2 separate regions of the Cricetulus griseus genome follow, and region 1 is linked to region 2. The links are chromatin contacts, called in public Micro-C maps. All regions are on one chromosome and are shown on one strand. Each heading gives the region's core, a stretch centred on a gene start, on an enhancer-like site or on the middle of the called end of the contact. The rest is flanking DNA. Distances are from core to core; before and after follow the strand shown.

Region 1 (4,626 bases), core at 887-3,386, 370 kb before region 2:
AGGACTCAGCATGTGTCTTTTCAGACTTTCCAGTCTGAGGCAGCCCCTGGGAATCTCGGGTTCTAGGAAAAGCTCCCTGAGACACCCCCCCCCCATCCCTTGCAGATTCTTGGCATTTCTGTGGTGGGGTGCCTAGCCCTTCCATTTTAGAAAAAGGGGGTCTGTTGGAGGTTGAAGCAGGGGTAGGGGCAGGGCAGGGCAGGGCAGGGCTTAGTGGTAACAGCAGCAACAGTCATGGGAGGTAGTTTTAAAACCCAGGACTTCTCTGGAGGCAGCCAGAAGGCACTGGGGAGCCTGTGGTTGCCATGGAGACAGGGCTTTCGGTCTAGCCTTGCCAGCCAGAGGGAGGAGAAAGGGTGGGGCATCAATGTGCCCCTCCCCCTGGGGGGAGGGACAGGGAACTCACTCTGCTCCTCTCTCTCTTCTAGTCCGACAGAATATCTTTCCATGTGAACAGACTGCTTTGCCTTCTATGTCTGTGTCAGAGCGGGTGCTTGGGAGTGTTGGGAGATGGCTGGAGAGTCTGCCCAGAGCCCTGCGTCCCAGGGCCCAAGACACTGTAGCCGGCTCCTCATTCTGGAACTGCCCCCGAGTGTGAGGCTCTGGGTAGAGGAAGCAGGAGGGTTGTGGTCCAGGTCCAAGCTGTAGATGGGTCTGGGACTTGAGTTCACAAAACCATAGGCCCCTGTCTCCCCACCAGGGCAGCTCAGGAACCACAGATCTACTTTTCTGAGGATGCCAACATGAGCAGCCGCCTACCCTTCATCCACAGGGCCACCGCCATAAGGCCACGGGGAGGCCTCAGGACCTTCCTAGACACCCCTAACAGTGTGGAGCAGGTGGGCAAATTGCCCTGTCCCTGGAATCCCAGGGAAGCTAGCTGGTGGGCAGCCCAGGCAGCTGGCCACCAGAAGCAGCAGTCCTAAATGACTCCATAGGGGACCCTCTCTGTTGAGTCACCATGGGGCTTATAACTTGGTCTTGTGTGGCCCGGCCTCCCTCAGTGCGGAGGGAGGGGGAGTTGGGGGTAGGGGGGTGTTTGAGCCAGGCCAGCAGCTGCCTGACTGCTAGTGAGTGGGTCGGCTGTGCTTCAGCCTAGGATAGCTGCAGAGCCACCTGGGGCCTCCCAGGGGACCTTGTCTCCTCCCCTCTGAGCCTTGGAGGAACCTGTCTCCTCCCTGTCTCCTCCCTGAGGTCCCCTTGGCAGTGCCCAGCTGGGCATCCTTCTCACTCTAGGAGCCCTTTCTGCCCAGTATGATGATGCAATCCGTCCTGAATCGAGGCCGTCCTAAGGGCTACCGGCTCCTCCTGCCATACACAAACCAGCAGCAGGCTCAGAGGTGACTGCCTGTTGAAACCCCAACCCAGGGGTGTACTCAGGCCAGGCAATAAGAGGAGTGCTCCCTTGACACACCAATAAACATACCTCCCAGGTGGCTGAGATGGATCACTAGGTTTCCCAATTCAAGCCACTCTGGGTGCCTGATTTGGGACCATTTGGGGTTCCTGGGTGAGGGAGATTAGGGTGGAATCATATCTGGGATGAAGCTGTCGAGGACAGGGAATTGGAGGTGGAGAGACGAGCATCCCAGGGGCTCGGCTTGTTCCAGGGAATACTTTCCTGGCTGGTGATTAACTCTACACAACCTCAAACCTGGATCAATCCATGCCTGAAGCAGACCCGAAGCCATTACCTTAGTCTGAGGAAGTGGAAAAACAACTTCTTCTTGTCTTCAGTGCCAGAGGCTTCTCTGTCGACCATCTTATAGAGGGTGAGGATATCCAGACCCCAGCCCAGGAGAAAGAGCCCTGTGTGTGGGCAAACCTTAGCCTCTCAGCCCGATGCAGTGTTCAAATCCATATGGGGAAGTGGCCCGAGACAAGATGACAGGCACCTCCTAGAGTTTCTCTGCTGCACTAACCTAGCCACCTCCACACACCTGGGTGCCCCACCACACCATGTTCCAACTCCCGAGGGAAACTGGGAACCTCCCTCCCTTTGGAGTTTCTGCCTTGTCCTTGTGCTCTGGCCAGGTCTTTATCGCCACCTGCTGGCTCGGGAAGAAACAGCTCGGACTCGCCGCAGAGCGTGGTCTATCCGGGAGGACAAGGATGCTATAGCGGGGTTTGTGCTGGACTGGGCTGGTCATCTTGGGGACCAGATGAGGTAGGGATGGTGAAGGGCTGAAGAAAGGTAGATCTGGACCTGACTTGAGGCGCGATGCAGCAGTGTCCCCAGAGCTGCGCTGGAGCTTGGCTTGGTTCTCTTTCTGAACTTTCAGGCTGTGGTGGCATGTGCCTTTAATCCCAGGCTCCCTGTTTCGCCAGAGTGCTGCGCAGCGGGTGCCCTCTCTGCCTCGGTTTCCCCGGTCGCTTGCAGCGCCGCACCACGCCGCGCGGGGGCAGTGTTGGCCTGGCTTTGCGCCGCAAAACTTCAGCTCTTGCTCTGGATCGGAAACTTTCCCTCATTATGGATCCCTGAATCCTGGGTACCCGGCTCCTGACTGTGGGGAATCTGCCTTCAACCTGTGATCCGAGACATGGCCAACATGGAGAATCTGGGAACTCATGGAACAGACCCACGCAGGGAGAGGAACGCTGAAGCAAGACATAACACAGAGAGGCACACAGCACAGTACACACACACACACACACACACACACACACACACACACACACACACACACACACACTACATACCACATATGCTACAGAGACCCCACACACAGCAAGGATGCCTCCGGCATAGAAGCAGGACACGGGTGGCACACATACACATATACCAGAGAGCTCACACACAGAGAACAGCACATACGTACCACCTGGAGACCCCACAAGCAGGGAGGGAGAATACCACAGACACACACAATACCACAATAGAGACCCCACACATATAGAGAACCATACCACAGATATTCACAAAAAATACAGCCAAGGAACACAGCACACAGTAAACACTACATCCATACCACATACAGAGCCTGTACATGGAGAAGCACACCACACATGACTGCACACACCACAGAGCTACTCCACATATATGAAGACACACCGCGGATACATATGAACATGGAAACACACACACACGAGACATTACACACATGGAGAAACAGACACCATACCCACCCACGTGGAGAAGACAGGAATGAATACACCAGAGACACCACACACAGAGCACATTCTGCAGAATCCTAGAGGTAACACACTTCAGAAATGTGTTGCACAGTGAGGCATGTACCATGGCATGGCAGTTCCTGTGGAGCCTGACCTTGGGTGACCAAGAAGAGGCTGGGGAAAGACTCTTTTCAGATGACTTAAGTCCTAGGTCTTTCCTCCCTCCTGAGAGTGACTCCATTCTCCTTCCCATAGTCCTCACGGGCTTTTTTGTCCAGTTTGTTTGCTTGGTGTCTGTGTGCTGTGTGCTTTGGGCCCTGTCTGCTCATGCCTTGCCCACCCCACCCCCAACCCCAAGCCTCCCCACCTCTCATTCTGTTCCTGACCACACAGGCCATCTCTCTAAGCCAAGCAAGGCAGGGGAGCTGGGCCTGTTGGGGTGGCGGGTGGTGTCTCCTGCCTTGTGAGCCTCTGCACCCTCAGGAGGTGGTTCCTTAGGTATAGAAGTGAGGGGTGTTGCTTATGCTGTGCATTGTGTGGGGAGCTGTGTCCAGTCCCCCTCAGTGTGGGTCTGGAGAGATGGCTCAGTGGTTAAGACTACTTGCTGCTCTTGCAGAGGACCTGGGTTTGGTTCCCAGCACCCATATCCAGAAGTTCACCACTGCCTGTAACTTCAACTTCTCTTCTGGACTCAGCAGTCACTTCACTCACATGGAATTGTGAGTGCACGCGCGCGCGCACACATATACAATAAAAAATAAATGTTTTCCAAGACAAAGTCTCACTATGTAGCCCTGGCTATTCTGGAACTCGCTTTGTAGACAAGGCTAGCCTTGAGTTTACAGAGATCTTCCTGCCTCTGCCTCCCAAGTGCTGGGATTAAAGGGGTGTGCCACTTTGCCTGTCTTTAAAAATCTGCAGAGGGAATGAAGCCAGGCAGTGGCTGTTACACAGAGGAAACAGTCTTGAAAAACAAGCAAGCAAACAAAAAACCCAAAAATTTGTATTTTCAAAACAGAGAAGCTTCCTCTATGGGGCTGGAGAGGGGGCTCAGCAGTTAGAGAACTGGCTGCTCCTCCAGAGGACCCAGGCTCAATTCCCAGCACCCACATGGCTACTCACAACCTTCTATAACTCCAGTTCCAGGGGCTCCAACACATTCAGACATACATGCAGGCAAAACACCAATGCTCATAAAACACAATTATTTTAAAAAAGTGATAATGATAGAGAGAGCTGGGTGTGGTGGCATGTGCCTTTAATCCCAGCATCTGAAAAGAAGACAGACAGAGTCTGAAGACAGCCTGGTGGTCTATGTAGTTCCAGGAAACCCTGAGAACCCTAAGACCAGAGAGAGAAAGAGAGAGACTGACTCACAGTTTCCTGAAGCCTGCCAGGCCTCAGCTGTACATGATTTCTTCAGAAGCCATGCTCAGAAGAGCTCTTCCCTGGGAAACCGAGGCCCAGAGAGGGCTGATCCATTCTCAGGGTCACAGTTATACAGAGATGCTC
Region 2 (5,175 bases), core at 110-2,609:
GCTACAGTTCCAGAGCAGTACAGGAGGATGGATGGTCTGTTTAGCCAGGTCAAGAGGAGGGCAGAAATAGCCACAGCAACAAGATGAGCAGGAACACAGACAGTCCATCACCATTGTCCTTGCTCAAGAACCTGACTCCAGGAAGGCAGAGAAGCACTACCACAAGTCCAAAGCAGTTCCTGTGACATCAGATCCGCAGCATGAGGAACGGGAAGCCTGTGTCCTGAGTGGACTCTGCCAGGGATAGTGCAAGGCCAGTACAGTTGTATTTATTAACCATGCTGCTCACCACACCCTCCTCACTCCCTTCCCAGTTTACAGGCAGCATTTATGTGGAGAACAGGGCTCAGCATCCAGCCCCAGGCTACAGAGAAAGACTCTGAAAAGTTTGGCAAGAAGACTTGGACCTTAGTCAGTGGAAGGTTCCAGAAGAGGCTGTACATGGATGTGGGGGTGAGGTAGGGGCTAGTCCAAGAAGAAAGGATAAACTCAAACATTCTTCACAATGGGGCATCATAGGTTACTTTAGTTCTGTAGTTACTTTAGGTCCATTCCCACAGGCCTCTACTTCAGTAAGAGTAACTTCTAGATTTAAGTTAGAAACATTGCCATTTTCCCCTTTCTCCCTTCCCTGTCAAAAGTCCCCAGTGAGAGCCAATCTCAGTGGCCCCTCCCCAGTAGTGAAGTCACCAGGCTTCCAAAGCCAGCCTGTTCTCTACCAGGCATTTGTGAAGTTTTTCCTTGACCAGAGAGGCACCAAGGTTTCCAGGGTCCTGGGCTTCCTAAGATTCATCCCAACACTCCTGCAAACTCCACCCTTAGTCTACTCTTCCACCCTTGTCTCAAACACTTGCAGGCCAGAGGCATGAGACTGCTGGAGCTGTGCACCAGGGTCCCCTGCAGACCCTCTGAGCCAACTGCCAACTGCTTTGTCTCCTAGCAGGTGCTCAAGGACCTCCTCAGCAAGGACTCTGGGGCAAAGACACACAGAGGGACACTAAGACTTTGCCTAGCTCACTAGCAAGGGACATTCAGAAAGGGCTGTCTGGCAGGCTGCAGAGTTGTGAGGCCCAGTATGTCTCTAGAGAGGCTACCCCACCCCCAGGCCTTCAGTGCCTCAGGTCTCCCAAGTCCTTCAAAAGGAGGCTCTGCAACTCAGAGAAAGAAAAAACAGATGAGGGGGAAAAAGGAATTGGGGGTGAGAAGACAAAAAAAAAAAATTAGCTCATTCTAGCCACAAAGGGAGAAGAGAAAGAGAGAGAACAAGCAAGCAACTGCAGTCCCGCAGTGACCCCAGGGGAATCGTGTGAGTCAGAGCAGCCATATTGAGCAGGAAATTACTCACAGGCGCTGCGTTCCTGCCTCTCCACTCCCCAGAGAATCGGCCTTTTGTAAATGGTTCCTCTGTCAGTAACTGAGGGGGATGGGCGGGGGTGGGGGAGGCTCAGCACAGCGCCTTCCTGTCAGCTCCTTCCCTTCCAGCTGAAATCTGATCCCTCCCTTCCCAAAACTCCAAATTTAGAAGCCAGATTGAAACTGAAATTCTTTTCCTGCCTGCCCTGGGCTCTTAAAGGCGCCAGGGCTGCATTTCCTGAAGCAGTAGGAGCCCTGCAAGGTGGGCTTCCTCAGCTGCTATGCCCAGGGCTAGCAAAGCAATCCTAACACAAGACCCAGCAAAGGGGAGTGGTTTCCTTCCCAACTTCCTTGGGTATGTCTAACCAGTAGGGATTTCAGATCTCCAGAGGCAACAGAGCCCTGAACACCTCTTAGACCTCCAGGTTGCTGTGCCCCAGGTCTGGGTGATCCTAACCAAGCTACTCACTTACTGATCAGAGGTCATAAAATGCTGCTCACCCCTCTGAAGTGCATGGGAGGCTGGGGGGGGGGGTGATGTGCTAAACAACAGAGCGCTGCAACAGCAACCATTCAATCCAGGCAGGCAAAAGGGCCCTTTGCTACCACAGTGCCTAGCAACCAACCAGAGTTTGACGCTGGAATGAAGAGAAAACCAAGCCTTGTAGAGAAGGTGCACAGCAGCCAAAAAGCCACCCCTCCCACTTCCTGCCTCTGTTACTGAAGCTGACTGAGCTCAATGTACTTTTAGCGCCACCTTGTGGCTACCTTGGGCTATCTTCTATGGGGTACTGTGTCCCAAACTTTGGGAAAGCTTTTGGGGTTTTATGCCAGCAGAAACAAACATGCTAAGTCTTAGCATGAGATTGATTCCCAGTCTCTGAAGCCCAGCCCAGCTAGCCTCCTTGTTAGAATTATTGACAAGGATGCAAGGGGCTTGGCAGACCGCCAGTGGAAGCAGAACAGGCTTTTGGCCTCAAGCAGCAAGCTTTGCAGAATGTGTGGACCCATCCCATCCAATTCTTCACCTCATCCTAGAGTTCCCCAGCCCAGCACTCCACTCTGAAAGAGCCCTCTAAAGCTGGCTTTCAAGGCAGTGAGCCAGGCTGCCCCCAAGTCCTTCTGACCTTGAGCCTGCCACACTGCTGAAGGCAGCATATCTCCAAGAACCAAGTAGTGGCCTCCCAGCCATCAGTCCTGGCTCCATTTGCTGACTTGGAAAAAATGTGTCATTCCCCTCTGGCCCCTGGAGCTTGGCTGAAGCCTGAGGTGAATGCTGACCAGAAGGCACTTAAGAGTCAAGGCTGCTAACCAGGCTCTTCCCTACTCAGAGGCTCGGAACAGGAAGCTGAGAGTATCCATGGGCAGGAGTCCATGTGTATTTCCACAGAGCAGACATGCAGATGGCCATAGGAAGAGAAGGAAGACAGGACTTTGTAAATTTGGGGTGAGAGAGTTTCCAGGTATAGGTGGGAGAATGAAACAGTCCAACATCTCCTAGAAACAAGGCCCTGAGACTGTGGGCTCCTTGATGAGCTCCTGGCTCATGTCTGTAAGATTCTAAGTGAGAAAGCTGGCAAGAGCCCAAGGCCATGAATTTTCAGTGTCCTAGGGCCACCTTGGGGAATGTTCCAGCACCACACTATAGGGAATCCTGCCTCAGTGAGATGGGTAGTACAGGGCCCAGTGACTGTCACCACAGGCTGCTTGTTTTCACCTCTAGCACATTGCTGAAGCACAGACAAAGACAGACAGACAACTACTCCCATCACTCCAGCTCCTCTAGGGATTCCAGCCTGGATCTATAGCACATGGCTCTACAGACCTCATCCCTGAGCCCTGATGGATGGTGTTGCCCCCACCACTGCCCCACCACAACACCTGCCATCCTTTCAGACCTGCTGCGGGCCACCAAGTCTAGCTAATAACTACAACTTAATCCATTAGTTCAGGGGCCCTGTAGGAGCGAGTGTGGCTGCTTATTTTATAAATCCCAAGCCGTCAGTAGATTGAGGCAGGAAGATTGTCATGAATTTAAGGCCAGCTTGGGCAGCAGAGTGAGGCTCCAACTCAAACCAAACAATCAAAGAATCCTCCCAGGTCTGGGAGAAGGCTGATGGCTGGGCAAGCAGGCCCTGGTAGCCTGGCTAACAGAGGCTGCTATGGTTCTCACCTCAGTGATGAACAGGATGCACTGAAGGAACATGTAGTCCTTGTGGTTCTCACTCACTGCCTTCTCATCCACAAAGTGTCTGGGCTCCAGGTGGGGGTGGTCTAGGGAGAGCAGAGGCCTGGCCTTTAGAACAGCCCTGATCCACCACAGATATTTTATAACCTCTGTGATGGTGTGCTGGGGCAGGGCTGTGGTAGAGTGCTTGTCTAGTGTATAAAGATCATAATGGGACTGAGAAATCCCTGCCACCTAATAAGGTGCCCACTGTGCACAGCCAGCCACCATGCCTGTGCCTGTGGTGATGCTGGTGCACACAAACCCACTGTTACCAATCAGCAGACGGAAGAGACACAGCTGAGTGGAGTACTGTGTACCTACTTAACTATGACAGCAATTCTGTTCTTGGTTGTCAGCACCGGTCCCTGATTTTTAAGCACCATTAGAATGTACATCTACCAAAAGTTACCTCAGCTGGGTGTGGTAGTATACACCTTTAGTCCCAGTACTCAGAGACCGGTTGAGTTCCAAACCAGCCAGAAAAAAAAAGTGTACCTACTGGAGTTAACTGTACACACTTATTAGGTCAAGAAGACACCATGGTGTGAGAAGCACACACTACAGTGCTCTCGCAATGAGCATGCAGCTATACACAGGTGTGCAGGACTGTGTCCTAGCAATCCAAACTCAACTCAGCATGTGGCAGTGAGCCCTTGGATGGTTGACTCCAGCCTTCCAGGCTCTGCATCTATGCAACAACATCCCCCTCTACCCCACCAGATGCTGGAGTCCCTGAGATGGCTGGTGGAGGTATCTAGAATGGCAAATTGTCAGCCATTAGGCATTTGTGAATATTAATAAGTAGCAGTTCATTCTCTATGGAACTAAAGATGATTGCTAATCCTGCCAAATGGCAGATTCCATGCTGACCATGCCTGGACAAAGTGAGAAGCATGGCAGAGCAGACCTGGGAAGCACAGGAAACAGCATTTGGCAGCAACTCCCCATACACCCCCTGCACAGAGTTCAATAACAACAGTGGGTGACACCAATGATTGCCCAATAAAAAGAGTCACTAATTTTCAATTTAAACCCCACAGCTGTTGTTGCCAGAAGCTGCATGCATTCACACCAGTCCATTATGTACCAGGCACATGCCCCAGGTTCAGTCCATGTCACTACCGGTTATTTTGGTGGCATTCCACCTTCATCTCCTCCAGATGGCCACACTGGCTGAAAGCATTAAGTCAACAGCAACCAGCCTCCATCAATAGCTGGTCTGATGTCCTACTCTACAAGCTATCATTGTGTGCCCTGGGCAGGAGGGAGGAAAAAGGAGGGATTTGGGGATTCAAGGTAGAGACACGACCACCTAGTACCTATGAGCTGTGAGCTGCCCCAGATGAAGGGCAGGAACTGGAAGTCATCCAGACCCCACACGCCCTGGCTGCCCGCAGGTTCCATTCTGTACGTCTTCTGCAACTTCCGCATGACCTCAAGGTACCTGTGACCAGGGGTTGGGGGGGAGGAGAAAGGTAAGAAGGTAACAAATGGTGATCTTCAGCATAGGAAGGGTAGGGAGAATAGTGAAGCTGAAAGAGCCAGTGGGATTTTTTTCTCTTTCCCTCATACATCTTCTGTCAGGGAAAAGA

What was found. Hi-C and Micro-C count contacts between places; a contact is called where the count stands out from the background.
Region 1: a contact with region 2 is called in a Micro-C map of the CHO-K1 cell line, with 4 times the contacts expected there. The contact joins two enhancer-like sites. A contact is called at or near these places in 5 of 8 Hi-C or Micro-C datasets (the CHK-Q cell line, the CHO-K1 cell line, fibroblasts and 1 more).

The regions. Positions count from the first base shown.
Region 1 is chr6:142,479,936-142,484,561 of CriGri-PICRH-1.0, reverse strand. CUNH9orf50 reads left to right here. Exons shown (of 8, transcript XR_004770524.1): 5 at 429-594; 6 at 701-839; 7 at 1,611-3,197; 8 at 3,731-3,898. Among named protein-coding and RNA genes, the nearest start is that of Ntmt1, 7.6 kb to the left of the region's middle. Within about 2 kb of position 2,136, at least 1 of the 6 cell types and tissues checked has open chromatin away from gene starts, as enhancers often do. A contact at or near this core is called in the CHO-K1 cell line, where this site is marked.
Region 2 is chr6:142,108,830-142,114,004 of CriGri-PICRH-1.0, reverse strand. Ptpa (serine/threonine-protein phosphatase 2A activator) reads right to left here. Exons shown (of 11, transcript XM_027423190.2): 8 at 4,903-5,027; 9 at 3,527-3,627. Among named protein-coding and RNA genes, the nearest start is that of Ptpa, 24 kb to the right of the region's middle. Within about 2 kb of position 1,359, at least 6 of the 6 cell types and tissues checked have open chromatin away from gene starts, as enhancers often do. A contact at or near this core is called in the CHO-K1 cell line, where this site is marked.